Linked DNA regions of Macaca mulatta: region 2 is linked to region 1. The links are chromatin contacts, called in public Hi-C maps. All regions are on one chromosome and are shown on one strand. The core of a region is the stretch at or near the end of the contact, and the rest is flanking DNA. Distances in the headings are between cores, read along the strand shown.

Region 1 (2,753 bases), core at 214-2,713:
AACAAATAGCAAACATTAGTTATAAAGGAATGGTTTGGATTTCTGTAGATGGAATTAAAACATACTGAGTTAACAAGCCTATGCGATGTATTTCAGCACGATACACCAAATGCAGTTACAGATGTCAAGAGTTCTCAGAACAAGCGCCACTCTTCATAAATATCTGCTCTGCATATGTATCTCTCCCATTCCCATAACGTCCATTCTTTGTTAATATAGGGAAAAAAACAACTTGCATCAAAATGCTACAAAACGCCAAAAATTAACTCTTGGGGACAGTCACTTTAATAGAGATGTACTGGCGTCTTTCTCCTATGGAGATGTGTTCATCACTGGCTTCTCTGATTTAGTGGTTAGGAGTCTGAAAATCGGTCATCCTTAAGGTCTGGAGCTCAGAAAGCAGCCACGGCCCCCGCACCTTGCCCGCCCCCCGGCCCCCGCCCCCTGGCCCCTGCCCCAGGATGCCGGATGCGGGTCGCCTGCCCAGTCCCGCTGCCCACAAACCACGCCGTTCTGGGCGGACGCGGGAAACCACAAGTCCCCGAAGCCAAGTCGGCGAGTGACCACAGGGGCTGGCCGGTCCCCGATAGCCGGACTGACCCAAAACCAGACGGGACGCGCCCCGCGCCCACCCCCTCACACCCCTGGCCAGGGCAGCCGCGAAGGCAAGAGGCGCGACCACACGCTGCTCCGCTCCGGGTCGGATTCCACCTCCTCGCCTCGGCCTCCGCCGCTCGGCTGGCGAGGTCGTGTCCCCGGCGCTCCCTCCGGCCGCTGCGGGCTCGGAGGACGGCGGGCGCCTGGCTGCTGTTTCCTCTAAGAAAAGTAACTCCGGGAATCAGCGCAATAGGAGCGGGAACGCGATGCTCCGAGAGCGGCGAGCCGGGCCCTGGAGTTATTCTGCTCGGAGTTTCGAACTGCGCCCCGCGCTGCAGCTGCTCGGCCCCGGCTTTGGAGCCCGGAACTTGCTGCCCGCGGTGGCGTCCCGGCGGCCGCAGCGCCTCGCTCCCCCGGCCCGCGCAGTACCCGGAGCCCGTCCCCGTCTGGCCGCGGACACTCACCGAGAAGCCTGCCCAGAAGGGGCAGGAGTGGCGGACGCGGGCCGAGGTGGTGAGCGCCAGCGCGGCGAAGCTGACTGCCACGATGAGGCATCCGAGCGCCATCTGCGTGGCCCCGAGCGCCAGCACGATGCGGGAGCGGCCCGGGCACTCGCGCAGGCGGGACAGGCTGCGGGGCAGCGCGGCGGGACGCGGCGCTCGGGAGCTGCCGGCCGGAGGCATCGCGCCGGGCGCCCGCACGCCTCGCCCGCTCTCGCCCGGCCCGGCGCGCGCCGCCGCCGCCTCTCCTCACAGAGGGTCCGAGGCAAGTTGCGCCGGGTGCGGGGACGGCCTCCCAGCCGGCTACGGGGGCCGCGGCGGCCGCGCGCCGGGAGCGGGCCGGGCCGGGCTGGGAGCCGGGAGCCCGCAGCCCCCGCCGGTGCCCGCGCCCATGCCGCCGCCGCCGCGCCGCCCGCCCGCCGGCCGCGCCGCGCCGCGCCGCGCCCTCCCCCGCCCGCCCCGCGCGCTCCCCGGCCCGAGCGCGGGCGCGAGCCGCCGCTGCTGCCGTACCGGGCGCGAGCCGCTGCCGTCCCCGGGCGCGAGCCCCGCCGCCGTGCCCTGGGCCCCAGCTGGGGCCGTAGCGGGAGCCGGGAGCCGGGCAGGGAAGGCGCAGGTGCGGTCCTCGCCGCCCAGCCTCCGCGCTCACGCCTCGCGCCCTGGTTGCAGCGGGTTTGCGGAAGGAGAGCGGGGGCGGCAGCGCATCAAGGGCAAGGGCACCAGCCTCCGCGGCGGAGCCGTAGGTCGGCGGCGCGGAGGGGCTCGGGCGGCGGGCAGGCCGAGCCCTGAGAGCCTGGGGCCGGCGCGGGATGGGCGCGCGGGGCGCGGAGGATGGGAAGACGGGCTGGGAGCAGACAGGAGGGAAATTCCGGGTGCTGGGCCGCAGGTGTGGCGGACAGGAGCCTCTCTCGAATGCAGAAATCCAAGATCCAAGATGCCGCTTTTCTGCAGTTCGAGAATCCCAAGCCATCCGCCGAGAACTCAGCTCCGGAGGACATTGAGAACATTGCCAGGACACATACCATGTCTCTTACCCACCTTTGGTTTGCATGCTTTTGATACAAGTTAAAAGTTTGGGCTTTAAAAAAATTTGCACAAAACGAATTTAAATGCGCAATATCATTAATAACCGATTAAACCATCTCCACTCCCTCTTGCCAGCATAGAGTTTAAAATAGTTAAGTACTGGCTCCTTTGGAATACCAGGAAAACCTGCAGGTTTTGATTGCCATAATTCCTTTGTGGCCCGTTGATGAGCTACCTTTAAGACGCTGCTTGTGTTGAAAAGGGCTGCATTGACAGATTAAGAGATCCACCAGCGTTAGGGAGTCTGAAGGGACCAGACGTGAAAAGGCAAAGTTCAGAGTAATAAAGGGAAACGGCCGGTCATTTCCTGAGACCATTCTTCCGTGGCTTTCTGGCAGACCTTACTGTTGGATGAGAAACGCTGGAGAGTGTCGTCCCAAAATATCTCAGTTGCTGGTGCTTGAAATTTCACCGTTAGAGATATTGATTCCTTTGGGGCTTGACGATCCTCTATTAAAATGCAAATTCCCCTTGAAGGGGCTATAGCTCAAGCCTTTATCAGCCAACACCTTAGCAGGGATGGGATTTATTTTCCAATTTAACGAGATGGCCAAGGGATGAACAGGGGGTAGG
Region 2 (2,700 bases), core at 24-2,523, 310 kb before region 1:
AGTTTTCCAATTCGTTTTACTAAGCTAGGAAAATTTTTTATACCAAAAAAAGTAAAATCAAAGCAAAACAAATGCTCTTTTGTTTATAGATGAAAATCTGGAACCAAATAACACAACATTAAAAGAACAAAACTTTGCAAACACATCCTAAAGCTACACACATTGAAACGCTACAGAAATACGCTTCCTGGGTTCGTTCTCCCTTCCCCCGCTCCTCTGCACTGTGCCTTTGGGTCTCAGACCCTTGTCCCGGGGGTCCCTCTGAATCCACCTCAGATTTCAAGAGGATGGGGCTGAGCCACTGGGCTGAGGTCTGGCCCTGTTCTCCTCATCTGCCAACGCCTCACAGTACTGCGCTGGCCAGTCCTTGGGGTCTTGATTATGGACTTTGGCCACAAACTTAAGAACTTTCATCTTGCTGGTTTCCAGGTTGGTTCGCGGGCCCCACTGGAACTCGTAGTCCACGGGGTCGGTGTGGGGTATCCGCCGGTATTCCAGGTAACGTTGTCGCACAAAGTCCTCGGTAATGAGTTTCTTTGGATCTCCGAAAATGAAATGCTTCTTGGTGGGGTAGACCCCTAAGCGCCGCAGAAAGTCCCAGACTTCAGTCTCCTTGACGGTGTTGCCCTTCATAAAGATGAGCCCCAGGACGATCATCAGGAGGCCCGTAGTGGGCGTGCCTTGGTCACCCCTCACCTCGGCATCCTCCTCCACCGGCTCCAGGGTGTTGATGAGGATATAAGTGTTGCTCTTGGGTTCAAGTTCCACCAGCTTATAACCGAAGACGTACTGGAGGCGCTCGGCGGCCCGTTTGAGGAGGTCGGGGAAGATGTCCTTGTAGTCCCCGATGACGTGCTTCAGTATGTCGGCCCGCTTGATCGGAATCTTCTTCTGGTCCTTAATCAGTAAGAACTGCACCAGCTCGGACACTTTCAGCTCCTGCTGCTTCTGGGTCCTGGGGCCCACGGCGGGGGAGGCCTGGGACCGGCGGGCGCCCTGCGACCCCTGCGAGCCGCCCGGCCCCCGGGAAGTGCTCGGGGCCTCCTCTGCGAAGCCGTCTCTGCGGGCCCGGGCGTGTTCGCCCGCCCGCGAGGCCCCGGAGTTTCCGCCACGGCTCCAGTCGCTGTCCCTCTCGGCCTGGCCGCCAGAGCGACCCCGGTTCCTCGGTTTTTGCAACATGTCACCGGCGACGCGTACCGGTGCACACTCCGGCAAGCAAGCAGCCGCGGCTGGGATCGTGGGTCGGCGACCCGCTAAGGCCGCTGCCTGGGCGGGGCCCCAGAAGGGGCGCGCAGTGTCGGCTGAGACTGCGTGCCGCGTCATGAAGCCTGCGCCTTGCGTCACGGCGGCTGGGCGGTGCGCCTGCGCGGCTGCGGGGCTGGGGGTACCAAAAGCATCAGATATTTCTGTGCAGCCCTGCAGGTCTGGTCGGTGAATTTCAGTATATCGAAGTGTTGTTCTTACTAAACCATGCAAGCAGAGAACGAGAACCGAAACTCCTAAACAAGTGTGTCGCTAAATTCAGGACCAGACAGGCTCAGGCAAGTTTTACAGACGGTATTATGAGTTTCTAATTCTAAATCGGGAGCATTTGTAAATGAAAAGATCTCACAGGATGAATGTGTGAGAAAGAAAAAAAAAAGGTGAAGAGGAAGGTACGACCGTGGAAGTAAAAGCATTTATTTCTACACAACATGTAGAAGGATATAAAAAACCCAGAGGGCTCTTAGTTTTCGTCCCTCCGCTCAATTTTATACCCTCCAACCCACTGCCCCCAGTTACTTTCTCTAATGCCCCGTGGAGTTTGTTAAAAACAAAAGTCTGCTGCAGGCTTTCCGCGCAAGCAGGACTTCGGTTTCACTATTTCCGTATGTGTATTCTCTGCATTAAACTCCTTTAGCTAGACAACTATGAGAAAACCCCACAAAACTTGTCAATATTAAGTAAATGTTTTAGCTTGGTCAAATGAGTTTATCCTTTGGAAAACAACTGTCTTCGGCTCACAGCCACAATTTTAGCAGAAATGCGTAAGAGGAATGCTGCAAACGTGCACTCTCAAGAGATTACCACTTAATTTTGGGCATCACTGATCAAGAATTGCAATAATGTGGATCTCTTAAATTTCTTAATTCATAATATATTAGCTTTGAGAAAGAAAAGAGAACACAAGGGTATTTATCCCTCATCTATGATGTGTGCAGTCTATGTATATTTTAATTGTGCAACTCAAGTAGCCAAAATGAGTCATTTCATTAACTCAAACCATCAGCAATCTGCTGCCATTACTTCTATAGATCTTAGCAAATTTGTTTCTTCTCTATTTATTGACTTGCAAAGAAGAAACTGAATTTCCCTGTGTCTTTTTAAAGCTACCCAGAAAGTGGATAAACTCTTCAAAGAACCAAATCGAGTTCCTCTTTAATGCAAATATATTCAAAGGAAAGCAATTTAGAACACATTATCTGAATAATAGCATCAAACACAACCTTATTAAAATTTTGTTAAATGTTAGTAGCATAACACATTTGTTTGTAATTCAGTAGGAAAATGCAATCTGATAATGGCACTGGAACTGCTATAGTAAATGTAAAATCATATTCCATGAACTAATGCAAGTATGCTAAAATCTGATACGCAGTGAGTAATAACTTACTGTTCCACACAAGATACAACTATATCCTCAGGCATCAAGCTTAATGA

Evidence for each region. A called contact is a pair of places that touch in the nucleus more often than the background predicts.
Region 2: a contact with region 1 is called in a Hi-C map of fetal cortex germinal zone, with 2.4 times the contacts expected there. The contact joins the promoter of NSMCE3 here to the promoter of ENTREP2 in region 1. A contact is called at or near these places in 2 of 14 Hi-C or Micro-C datasets (fetal cortex germinal zone and fetal cortical plate).

Annotation. Positions count from the first base shown.
Region 1 is chr7:8,853,484-8,856,236 of T2T-MMU8v2.0, reverse strand. ENTREP2 (endosomal transmembrane epsin interactor 2) reads right to left here and starts at 1,463. Exons shown (of 11, transcript XM_077939056.1): 1 at 1,062-1,463. The coding sequence starts at 1,280.
Region 2 is chr7:9,161,172-9,163,871 of T2T-MMU8v2.0, reverse strand. NSMCE3 (NSE3 component of SMC5/6 complex) reads right to left here and starts at 1,273. Exons shown (of 1, transcript NM_001257507.1): 1 at 1-1,273. The coding sequence starts at 1,179. The coding sequence ends at 280. The region is part of intron 2 of ENTREP2 (endosomal transmembrane epsin interactor 2); the gene reads right to left.